Regions from separate parts of the Mus musculus genome. Here region 1 is linked to region 2. The links are chromatin contacts, called in public Hi-C maps. All regions are on one chromosome and are shown on one strand. The core of a region is the stretch at or near the end of the contact, and the rest is flanking DNA. Distances in the headings are between cores, read along the strand shown. Region 1 has its middle 8.9 kb from the start of Gm31117. Region 2 overlaps Prex1 (phosphatidylinositol-3,4,5-trisphosphate-dependent Rac exchange factor 1).

What was found. A called contact is a pair of places that touch in the nucleus more often than the background predicts.
Region 1: a contact with region 2 is called in a Hi-C map of the G1E-ER4 cell line, with 6 times the contacts expected there. The contact joins two enhancer-like sites. A contact is called at or near these places in 11 of 39 promoter capture datasets (the 3T3-L1 cell line, 3T3-L1-derived adipocytes, the C10 cell line and 7 more), 3 of 15 datasets of contacts at CTCF or cohesin (embryonic stem cells, large pre-B cells and stem cell-derived epiblast-like cells), 29 of 484 Hi-C or Micro-C datasets (the 63-12 cell line, CD4 T cells, CD8 T cells and 14 more), 19 of 115 datasets of contacts at active chromatin or transcription factors (CD8 T cells, the HPC-7 cell line, T-cell acute lymphoblastic leukemia and 11 more) and 1 of 9 other capture datasets (embryonic stem cells).

The regions. Positions count from the first base shown.
Region 1 is chr2:166,771,880-166,777,942 of GRCm38.p6, reverse strand. No RefSeq gene overlaps it. Among named protein-coding and RNA genes, the nearest start is that of Gm31117, 8.9 kb to the right of the region's middle. Within about 2 kb of position 2,327, at least 21 of the 459 cell types and tissues checked have an H3K27ac peak or open chromatin away from gene starts, as enhancers often do. A contact at or near this core is called in CD8 T cells, the G1E-ER4 cell line and T-cell acute lymphoblastic leukemia, where this site is marked.
Region 2 is chr2:166,665,693-166,671,951 of GRCm38.p6, reverse strand. The region is part of intron 1 of Prex1 (phosphatidylinositol-3,4,5-trisphosphate-dependent Rac exchange factor 1); the gene reads left to right. Among named protein-coding and RNA genes, the nearest start is that of Gm50596, 34 kb to the left of the region's middle. Within about 2 kb of position 1,806, at least 48 of the 459 cell types and tissues checked have an H3K27ac peak or open chromatin away from gene starts, as enhancers often do. A contact at or near this core is called in CD8 T cells, the G1E-ER4 cell line and T-cell acute lymphoblastic leukemia, where this site is marked.

The sequences.
Region 1 (6,063 bases), core at 1,078-3,577, 110 kb before region 2:
CAGCGTACAGCCTGGTGTACATCGGTGTCTGCACACCCTGAGAGGGAGGAAGCAGAGGCCTCGGAACTACATCTGGACCCCAAAAATGCAGACCACAGCTATGCCAAGTAGATGGTGGCAGGACTTCACTGAGCCAAAGCCCAGCCTTGGGCACAGGTATGGAGACACAGTTTGCCTTGCTTGTGTCTGAGGATAGAGAAGACTGCAAAGGAGCCTTGGCTACCCTGGAGCTGAAGTTTCATGTGATTGTGAGCTGCCCCATGTGGGTGCTAGGAACTAAACTAAGGTCCTCTGCAAAAGCAGTCAGTGCTCTTAGTGGCTGAGCCATCTCTTCAGCCCCATTAGTGTTAAAAAGGGAGAGGACCAGGATCTTTGGCCTAATGGACATGGAATGGTTGTGGAGGGATGGATCCATTGGAGAGATGGAGGTGTGGCTAGGGAACTATTGTGGCAAGAACAGCTTGAATGTCCAGTTTGGTGTGATATAAAATACCACGGTCTTTTCATAAGGAGAAAATGAGCCCATCGCACAGGACACAGCACTTGACTCAGGACCAGGCCCACAAGCTGACCCTCAGGCACCCAGCCTGAGAGTTCCTCGGATTGGGACAGATGGACGGACGGATGGAGGAGGTCTTTGTACTGAGACAGTTGCTGCTGCCGGCATCATCTCTGTTGCCAGGGAGAGAAGTGGCTGAGGGACGGCTGGCAAGGAAAGAGCTCGAGGTGAAGACAGGAGGGCCTGAGTTTGCATCCCTGGGGTGCACATAAAAAGCTGACATCGTGCTGCCTACTTGCAGTCTCAGCACTTGGAAGCCAGATGAGGAGGATTTCGAGGCTCACTGACCAGCCAGGCTAGCCAACCGATGCGCTCCATGTTCCCAAAAAATAAGGCAGAGAGTGACAAAGGATACAACACACCTATGGATGACCTGTGTCATATACATGTAATGCATGAGTATGTGCATGACCACATACACACATACATGTACACACGTACACACATACACACACATACATACACACATACACACACATACACACACATACATACACACACATACACACACACATACATAAACATACACAGAGAGAGACAGAGAGACAGAGAATATAAAGTCCACACAGAGCAAAGAGCTGCAGGCAAATATCCTGACAGAAGATCTGGGGCCCATCCTTGAACTTTAACCCCAGCCCTTCCTTTAACTTTAAAAAACAACAACAGCAGCAACAACAAAACACCCACTAGTTCTTTTTTGCTTCTTACAGCATTGTGTTATTTTTCTGTCACTTGCAGTCAGAAGCCCTGGCAGTCAAACATGCATTTCCATGGCTAGCTGCTCTGTTCTACATGTTGCCAAGAGTTCATTATTCTGATTGGTCACCTTGTCCTAGGAAGCTAAACTCTAGTTAATGATCAGGTATCCAATCAGAGAAACAGAACCCCACAGAGTGTAATTCAGGGAATGCCCCATGGGTGGCAGAAGTGAGGCAATTAACAGCCAACAACCAGGTGGTGGGAGGAAACTGCTGCCCTGTGGGTGGGGGGGGGGGTGGAGGAGGAAGGGGGCGGGGGTGGGGTTGGGTTGAGGTGGGGAGGCGGGGGTGGGGTGGGGACAGGATGAGGTGAGATATGGGACCAAGAGAAGCTGCAAAGCAGAGCTAACCTGGGGCCCTGTGATGCAAACTGGAACTTTAAGGAGCCTAAGGGAGGGGATTCATGGATGAATGTCCTGTCAGAGCTGTGACACATCAGCTACTGAAGATCTTATACACACACACATATGCTCATATCTGGACATGCACAGATGCATAATGCCCATACACATATACACATGTATACGTGACACATATGCATGCAGTGCACACACATGTGTGCATGAAGAGGCAACATTTTAAAGGTGTATTTATTTTTATATGCATTGGTTTTGTTTTGTTTTGTTTTGCCTGCATGTATGCAGCTGTCTTTGGCTACTTTGTAGGTTTTTCTTTCTTCTACTCTTTCAATCCCCTAACACTGGATAAGGGAGAAAAATGGATAGAGAGGAAAAGAAAGATCCCTGAATAGAGTCAGGGATCAGAAAAGGGTGACATTGTCATTAGACTACTTCCTGCTGAGTAGGGGTGTTGAGTTCCTTGGGGTAACTTTGATCTCTGCTAGCAGGATATCCAATTTCTTCTTTGCGCGTGACTACTTAACAAACCATGACCAACAACAACCAGCAACAACCAACAATAACTAAAAACCAGCTATGCCTCTCCAGGCTCGAGCACTTTTATACTCTCTGAAAAGTCCCTAGAATCCCAAATGTCACACAATCACAGAAACTATCAGCAGCTGGCAGAATCACATCCCTGCACGAGGCTGTGGGCAGTCCAAAGCAGCCCCGCAGCGCCACACCTGGGATTTAGATGAAAGTACATTCATATTTCTGTTTTGTTCTGTTGAAGAAACCAAAATTCTGCCGGGCGTGGTGGCACACGCCTTTAATCCCAGCACTCGGGAGGCAGAGGCAGGCAGATTTCTGAGTTCGAGGCCAGCCTGGTCTACAGAGTGAATTCCAGGACAGCTAGGGCTACACAGAGAAACCCTGTCTCAAAAAACCAAAAAATAGAAAAAGAAACCAAATTCTCACTACACACGTATGTGTGTGTGAGGGTGCCAGATCCCCTGGAACTGGAGCTACAGAGGGTTGTGAGCTGCCATGTGGCCATATGGCTGCTGGGAATTGAACCTGGGTCCTCTAGAAGAATAGCCAGGGCTCTTAACTGCTGAGCTATTCCCCCACTTTAAAAAAAAGATTGTATGTAGTTATGTATGTATGTATGTATGTATGTGGGTGTTTTGTCTGCATGTACATCGTTCATCTGCACACCAGAAGAGGGAACTGGATCTTTTTTTGTTCTTGTTGTTGTGGGGTTTTTTTTTTGTTTGTTTGTTTTTCAAGACAGGGTTTCTCTGTATAGCCCTGGCTGTCCTGGAACTCACTCTGTAGACCAGGCTGGCCTCGAACTCAGAAATCCACCTGCCTCTGCCTCCCGAGTGCTGGGATTAAAGGCGTGGGCCACCACGCCCAGCTGGAACTGGATCTTATAGGATTTCACTTATAGATGGTTGTGAGCCACCACGGGGGCGTGGGGGTTGGGAATTGAACTCAGGACCTCTGGGAGAGCAGCAGAGCTCTTAACCTCTGAGTCATCTCTCCAGCCCTGAGCTCAGGTTTTTAACAGGGTGAGAAGAGGTAAACACCCACATCCCCCCTTTCTCTCACTTCCTTCTACTACTGACTAAGAACCCTCAAAACTGGGGGGGGGGGTCTTCCACCAAAGCTGTCTCCTCTCAGTCTCCTGTAAGTCCCGGGGAGCTACTGATCAAATCTGGAGAGAGTCTCCTCAGGACGTTAAATTCGTCGGTGTTGGCGCTGGCATTACCCACACGAGATGGGCTGTAGGGTTGGACCAGCTGATGCATACTGCATCGACAGCCATTAGCACACAGTGAATGCTCAGTAAATGTGCCACAAAGGAGGCGGCCAGTCCTCATGGCTGCCATTCATAGCAGCGCTGTAGCAGCATTGCTATCATTATGGTCCCACGTTGACTGTGAGGCTTAATTAGATTTAGAGCCTAAATTTTGTTTTTGTTTTTTAATATGAGTACACTGTCAGATCCCATGACAGATGGTTGTACAAGAGCCACCATGCAGTTGCTGAGACTTGAACTCAGGACCTCTGGAAGAGCAGCCAGTGCTCTTAACTGCTGACCTATCTCTCTCCAAGCCTTGGGCTCAAGTTCTTAGCAGGATAAGAACCACCCTCCAGAGCTGCTTTTGGTTGTTACGGATGGGGGCAGGGTGCTGCTGATGTCTACAGAAACCATGGATGTAGTGGCCAGATGCTCCAATCCAGGACAGCCCCAGACAGCCCCAGAAAGGGACCGGTCTGGCTTCTAAAGTGACCATAGTGACACAGCTGTGGGGAGTGCTTTGCATACCTGCCCCAAAGTCAAAGAACTTAAAGAGGAGTGAGGTACCCAGGATGCGCTGTCACAGACCACGTTCTTCCTAAGGCCGGTCCCCGCCACTGTTCATGGGCACCATGGTCCTCAGTAGGCAGTCCCCCTCCCTGGAGAGAGTCCCTCTCCCCGGTCACAGCTGTCACTGACCACACTTGTTCCTTCCTCTTCTCTTCAAGTCCCTTTCAATTCCCACTGATTTCTTCTGGGAAGGCTTTCTTTCTGTTTCTAGGATGGCCGGCTCGGAGGATCCCTCCTCACGCCAGGCCCTCAGCAGGGAGCTGAGTGCAATTCCACAGCATCCCACCATCGCTGCAACGCCCCTGCAAGGGTCTGCAGAGGTGGAGACAGGTCAAGGCTCAGAGAGGGAGAGTGAATTCCCACAGCCACACAGCAGAGGGGTGCTGAAGTTAGAACTCAAACCCAGGGCTGTGTGACACTGCAGGAGACTGCAGGCTATCCCACCTTCCAGAAACCTTCCCATCTCTGAAATACATCCAGAAGATACAGAAAAAATGGCCGGCCCCATGTCCTTTACTGATCGTAGGACAATAACAAGACTCGCATCCTAGACCAGCTCAGGTTGAGACTCTGGGACTGTTTAGGAGAAAGGGATTCCTGCTGAAAGAGGCTGTGATTGCAGTTGAGGGAGGTTAGAGGAGCTGCCCGTCTCTGCATTAAGGGATGACTTGCCTCTGAGGGGCAGCTTGTGGGTACCGAAGAGGGAGAGGCCTTGCTGTCTGGCAGTGCAGGACCTGGCATCCATGAGAAAGATGCTTACCTTCTCCTGGAGGGCAGGGAAGCTTGAGAGATTTCTAGCTCAGCTCCAGAGCAATGGGAACAGCATGCTGCCTTCATAGACTGTAGGAAGGGAACAAAATCTTACCTGGCAGGCCTGTTCTGCTCAGGTCCTCAGGGGTGGCTGTGCTTGCTTCCCTCCCAGGGGATGTGAGGGTGGCAGTTCCAGGATGGCTACCCAGTCTGTGCAGAACAGAGTTGGTAGTAGAATCGGAGCTAAGCGTCTCAAAGTCATTCCTCCCCCAGCCTGGGGCACGGTGCCACCCAGAGTGAGTCTCAAAGAGTTCACGCAGAGGGACCCTGGAGCTGTTGGTCAGCCAGCTTTAATGGTAAACTGTTTATGGCAGCACAGTGGCCTTCATTACAATTGGCCTTTCCCCTCTCTGGTCCAAATTCCTAGTGCAGATTTACCATAAAAAAAACCCACAAAAGCATTCTGGCTGTTTGTACTTTATGACTTGCTATACTGTAGCTTATCCATCAGTTCGTTCCTTGGGAGTGTCTAGAGTGTCTTTGGTTTATGGCCATCACAAAGTCACTAAAAGCAGGGCACAAGTCGGTATGTTTCCCTGGATGACAGGAGGTGAAATAACCCAAAAGAGGGCCAGGTATTTGAATACAGTCTTGGCTACATTGCAAGTCAGAGATCAACCTGAGATACACGAGACACTGCTTGTTTGCTTGTTTGGTGGGTTTTGTTTTTGTATTTGTTTTTGTTTTGAGACAGGGTCTGACTACATAGCCTTGGCAGGCTTAGAACTCCATATGTAGACCAGATCTTTTAGAGATCTGCCTGCCTCTGCCTCCCGAATGCTGGGACTAAAAATGTGTGCTACCACGCTTGGCTGAGATACTGTCTTTAAAAAGAGGCAGGGCTGAGCCGGGCGTGGTGGCGCACGCCTTTGATCCCAGCACTCAGGAAGCAGAGGCAGGCGGATTTCTGAGGTCGAGGCCAGCCTGGTCTACAAAGTGAATTCCAGGATAGCCAGAGCTATACAGAGAAACCCTGTCTTGAAAAATCAAAAAAAAAAAAAAAAAAAAAAAAAAAAGAGGCAGGGCTGGAGAGGTGTCTCAGTAGCTAAGAGCACTGGCTGCTCTTCCAGAAGACCTGGGTTCAGTCCCCAACAAATGGTGGCTTGAAAATGTAACTTCAGTCCCAAGAGATCAGACACCTTCTTCCTACCTTCACAAGTATCAGATACACAAAGATATATATGTGCAGGCAAAACACCCATATGAAAAAAGTAGACC
Region 2 (6,259 bases), core at 557-3,056:
CTGGCCTCAAACTCATAGACCCACCTGCCTCTGCCTCCCAAATGCTGGGGTTAAAGGAGAGCTTGCCTCTGCCTCCCCGCTCCCCCGCCCCCTCCCCAGCCTGCAGTTTGTTCTCTTGTATAAATTTGTAATCTGGAGCAGCAGGAAGAGGATGTGGCTAGAAGGGGCAAGGCCTGTGGATGGCAGTGATGGCTGCCAGCTGCCCTCAGGCACCCTTGCTTTTTTAGGACATTCTTTGGACCCACTTTGCGTCTCCTGTTTTATTTTCAGGCTTTTTTGATGCGCGCGCGCGTGTGTGTGTGTGTGTGTGTGTGTGTGTGTGCGCGCGCGTGCACAAACATGAGTGTGCACATACACATGTATGTGCATGCACGTGGAGGCCAGAGGGTGAACTCGGTGTCAAACTGTTTTGCTTTCATGTGTTGGATGGAGCCAGGGTTTTCTCCATCAACCCTGAGTTCTCTCTCTCCTTCCCTTCTGTGGGATTGAACTCAGGCTGTCAGGCCTGGCAGTCAGTGCCTTTACCTGCTGAGCCACCTCACTGGTCCTTCAAACACGTGTGAAATAAAAACCATTGCCAAGTGTAGACCCAGATCCCTGGACACACAGAACTGGCTGTCACTGGATTGGCAGACGGATGATGTTCACAGGGTTCTGAATAGCAGGGGGCGGGGCTTAGGAGTCGGTAGGGAAGGTAGGGACATGGGGGTCTGTCTCCAGGGTGAGCAGGAAGGAGGAATGTGCTCAGACGCTCAGATGGTGCCACTGCCGTCCATCACCATGGTGAGGAAGGAGGCCATGGGAACGGCCTCCTGCCAGTGCTGTGCAGCGTTTCCTGAGCATTTCTGGACCCCAGTGAGGCCTCAGAGGCCAACTGCATCCAGGACTCAGTTCACCACTGAGGTTTAATGAGTCTGTGTGGGAGAGGGGTTAGGAAGGCTCAGGGTCAGTGAGCTGCTTTTCTACCCCTCACCTGTCAAATTCCCTGCCCCATCTTCCTCTTCTCCCTCCTTCACACCTCCCTCCCTCCTTCACACCTCCCTCCATCCCTCCTTCACACCTCCCTCCCTCCCTCCTTCACACCTCCCTCCATCCCTCCTTCACACCTCCCTCCCTCCCTCCCTCCATCCCTCCCTCTTTCACACCTCCCTCCCTCCCTCCTTCACACCTCCCTCCCTCCCTCCCTCTTTCACACCTCCTCCTCCCTCCCTCCCTCCCTCCTTCCCTCCCTCCCTCCCTTCCTCCCTCCTTTCCTCCCTCCCTTGCACCACCTCTCTGCCAGACCTTCATCATTTGTCACACCTTGGGCCCCAGGTACTGAGGGCTTTGCAGGAGGACTCTACTTCCAGGGCACTTAGAGTATAGTTTTGGGTGGTCATTGCTCATTGGTCCTTGCAAAGGGTCTCTGACCCTGCCACCTCTAGTGTGGCCCCACACCCCTCCCACGGGGAATTTCTTTCAAGCCTCTGTTCCTGGGTCTCACCTGGTCCCTCCCCTTTCTCCGTTTGGAGCAGCCCTGTCCCCAGGGCCCCTTAGTCCCAACTGCTCCAGCACCTGTCCTCTCTGATCTCTCTCTCTCTCCCCCTCCCTCTCCCCCTCCCTCTCTCTCTCTTTCTCTCTCTCTCTCTCTCTCTCTCTCTCTCTCTCTCTCCACAGCTCTGTCTATCCTCAGAAAGCTTCATCTTTCCTATTCTAACCCTGGACTCTGGCCTTTTTTGCTGATGTACTAGATCTAAAACGTCAGACGATGGGCCAGGGAGATGGCACACGAGTCAAAGCATTTACTGTGCAAACATGAGGACCTTCGGTTCAAAGCCCAAGGACCCAACGCCAGCCAGATGAAGGAGTGTCTGCGAACCCAGCACTCTTACTGGGGGATGAGAGGTAGAGGCAGGAGAAGCTCTGGAAGCTGGGGGACGGGGCAGCAAACCTGGCATCAGCAACAGCAAAACAGCCAAGAGGCCTGCCTCAAATAGAGTGGAGAGTGAGGACTCACACCTGAGGTTGTGTGCCTGCACGCACGAGGGTCATTGTCCAGTGAGAAGGAGTTGGTTGGTGAACTTGAAGATCAGCAATAAAAGCTGAGGGAAGACAGCCAGCCAAGGGAATGAGTGCTTCTTGGCTGGAGGGAGGGAGGCTCAGAAGTCTGAGCCAAACGACCTGGCTTGTGCTCTCCGAAGGACTGGGTGTTGGTGGTGAGCTTGATGCCTGGAGCCAAGCCTTGCACCACCAAATGGGGCACCTCAAAGCCAGGTTCTTGGGCAGAGTAGACAGCAGTGCAGTTTTTATGAATGAGTCTAGTGGAGTTTTGCCTGGTATCGTCACTCTGACCCAGAGATAGGGACAGGGCTAGCATGTCCCTGCCTTCTGTCTTCAGCTGGCTAGTTTCAGGAGACCCTGGGTGAGTGGTTGATTGACAGGCAAAGCAGTCATCACTTTTTAGAAGTATGAACTCCGCTGAGATGGATTTATATGTCATTAATATCTAAGTGTACACCGAACGGCTTTGCCAGCATCGTAGCGGCTGCAGGCAGGGAGCTGAGAGCCAACCCCACTCAGCCAAGGTTGCTGGGGACAGGTGACAGAGGGGCCAGGTAGCAAAGAGACATGCTTCACGGCTCTGTCCATCCAGTCAGATTTTTCTGGTGGAATCCCACGGCCTGAGGGAAGCCAGGGCTTTGTCCTCAGGGAGGGGCTTCTAGGGAGGTGGGGGGGCTTGAGGTCTGGGTGGGAGGGGGCCCAGTGAGGCCTTCACCTTGAGGAAGAGAGCTGAGGGCCTGAGAGCAGCTGGTTCTCTGGCTGTCATCAGTGGTGGTTAGGAGATTTAATGCTGATTAGTGTCTCTTGGGGAATGCATGATTTCTCTGATAACACTGCAGGAGTGCTGGAGGCACCCTAATGTGGAGTTGCCCTTCACAGGGCCTTGATAAGAGTTATTTCATGAAGGCCTCTTCTTTTTATCACATGTGTCTGTCCATCCATCCATCCATCCATCCACCTATCCATCCAGGGGTGTGTGTGTGTTTGTATGCCGCACATTGTTGGCTTGTGTGGGGGGAAGTCAGAGAATAGCTTCTACCACTGGGTTCAGGGATCAAACTCAGGTTGTGGGTTTGGCAGCAAGCGTCTTTCCCCTCTGGGCCATCTCACTGGCCCCTAGTGAGGGCTCTGATGGTCACCTCTTCAAGGGCTTTTATTTTTTGTCTTTATTTTTTTCTCGTCAAGAGCAGCAAATGCTCTTAACCGCTGAGCCATCTGTTCATCCCTCACAACTTCTTTTGGAAGTGGCCTATAGGAGTTTGGGAAGCCAGACTCATGGGATGGAGGCATTCTCAGCTGGGTACATCGTCGCTACCCCCTCTTCAGTCCCGTGCCACCGCCTCCCCTGGGTTCTTTCCACCCGTGTCAAGCACATGCCTGGATTCTGTGTTCATTTGTGGAGGACACGGGTTTGCAAAAGGCAGGGGCAGTGGCTAGCGACGTCGCCTCCTTCCTGCTGAGGTATCTTCAAGGTAGCCAGGCTCAGCCAGCTTTCCCAGCAAATGTGACTTTGATTCACCGAAAGCTCTTGAAATTCTGTCAGCTGGAAGGAGCGCTGGCAGCGACATAGCGTTTTTTTTTTTTTTTTTGTCACCACATTCATGGGCAGCCTGTTCGCTGATGTCTTCCACAGACCTGCTGGGAAAGTGGACCACTGCGATTTTATTGGCAGCACCTTGCAGAAACTCGATCCTCAGCCGCCACTTGTAGTCTGTGCAGAGCCACTGGCTCCTAAAGTGTTTTTACAGCAGGTCCCCGGCACCCTGATTAACATAGGAACAAGCTGATAAGTTCTGCAATTTGAGAGCCACCAGGGTAGGTATGGCTTGTGTTGGATAAAGTGTGAGCAGTTTTCACAGTGCCATCCAGGGCGCTTGCAGAGCCCGAGCTGGTGCCTGTGAGTTGGGCTCTGTGGTGGATGCCAAGCATTGTCTTTCCAGTCACATGCCTGCCCCAGACAGCTCACTGAGGATGGAGTTTGTCACTCTGGAGGAAGGTCTGAGTCAGCCAGAGCGTTTGCTCCAAAGAGTGCCTGAGCTCCTGGTGTTTCTTTTATTCTTGGATGAAGGGTGTTTTTCGTGAGGGATGGGGGTGGGGGGCACTGGACTATGGAAGAACATGGCAGCCTTATTGTAACAGTCCAGAACTTACTAACCGGTCTGATTCATCCCTCCCTAGCTCCCTGTCCCCCCTCTCCCCCTCTGCCTTGTTTTGAGACAAGGTGTTGGGTAGGTCCTGTGATGGCCTCTGACTTCCCTTTCAGCCAGTACTCAGCATCCCTTCCTCCCTGGCCTGCTCCTGCCTGCACAGGTAACTCCTTCCTTGCCCTTGCTCACACCAGGGATTTGGGGTCGCTCTGGCTGCTTTCTCCCCAGCATCCCAGCTAGACCCCAATCTTGTCCCAGACACCTCTGCCTTCGAACCTTCCCTATACCTTGTTTAACGGGAATGAATTGGCCTTGTGTGCTCTTCTGTGTCTTCGGCATTCCCCGCCCCCACGAGCCCTCTGACCCCAGGGCTCTTGGGCCTGCTCAGGGTTCTCCTCTCATGTCCCTTCTGTGTTTGTTAGGCACACCTTGAGCTTTTCCTGCCCTAGTGCAGTACCAGCTCATCCCCAAGGGACTTAGCACCCAAGGTCAGGTGACCTGTGTGCTTGTGGCTCACTGAGTGCCCTGCATAGAGGGCTCCTTGTACTCACTTCATCTTCCCTTCAAGTTGTAGCTCTGTTTGGAAAAGCCCAGAGTGAGGTATGTTAAACAGATTTAACATTTAGAATTTGAAAATAGTAAAGATGGATGTTTTGGGTTAAGTGTGTGTGTGTGTGTGTGTGTGTGTGTGTGTGTGTGTACATGTATGGTGTGTATGCACATTACGTCACATGTGTGGAGTTCTTTCCCACCGCAGCCCACGTAGAGAGCAACTCTATCCTCCACAGACCTTCTGTGGCCTCTGAGGAGCCATGCTTTCAGGTCTGTTCCTCCTCCACAGCCACTCACTCATCTATTTCCCATGGCCCATAGTTTTGTCTTTTCTAGAAAATTAAAAATATATGCTTCACTGTAGACAATGTCGTGGGGACATAAAGGAGGCTGTGCACTGCACACAGGGGACTCACATGGTATACAGCTTTCTGAGTCCCAGCAGGTAGCACTTGGGGTTCAGCCGGGGTCTCCGTGTGTCAAGTGTGTTCCTTTTAGAGCTTACACCATCCCACGGTTCAACATTCACCCAAGGACACAGAGTCCCTCCTCATTGGCTGACCTGGACATCCGCTGTTAAGAGTGTATGCACTGTTTGCTTGTGAACATGAGTTCTCGTGTATCCAGAATAGACACCAGGAGTGGCGTTGTTAGGCTGTGTGGGCTCTGAGTGCTTAGCAGCGTGTGAAGTTGCAGGCGGCTTTGCAAAGGCGCCGGGTCACTTAAATTTCTCACCAGTGGGATCTGAGAGATTGGTGGTTCACATCCCTGACAACACTTGGTATTGTCGATTTGCCTTTTAAGCCATTCTGGCAGATGTACGTACATACGTGTGGAAGTGGCAGGTTGTGGTTTTCCTCAGCCTCTCCCTCACTGATGGCGCTGGATAGCTTTTCCTGTGCCTTCCTTCCACTCGTATATCTTCTTTGCACAGCTGTGTGTTCAAGGTTGACTTTTTATGATTTTCATGTTTCTGCTTATGTAGAACCTCTGGGCCTGATACTCACAGCCGGTGTCGTCTTGAGACCAGAGTAGCCGGGGCTGGTGAACTGGCTCAGTGGACAGAGGCGCTTGTCTCTAAGCCTTGTGACTGGAGTTGAAGCCCCAAGCTTCTGCCAGCTGTCCCCTGACTTCCACAGGAGCATCATTGCAGGCATTGCAGGCATGCTCCCTCCAAATGAAACTAATCAGCAAGATAAAAAAGTTACACTAGCCGTGTGACCCCCTGGATAAGGCCATCATGAGATCAGAGAGGGTCCTCAAACCCACCTCCAAGATTCTAGCTGTGGTTCCCTCCCCCTCTGCTGCTGCACATGATCTTGGGGTGCTACAATGCACAGAGAAGAGAGAGTGGTTGGGATGGGGACTCCTGTGGTCTAGTTTGTGTGAGTCACCATGCCGGCTGGGGTGGGGTTTTAGTATCCTCTGGCTGCTCAGGAGTCACCCGTGCTCTTGGAAGGAACCCTGATAAGGCCATTGGTTCACCAAGCTGGGCTTGGGATGGGAGGGGTTTCTTTGGT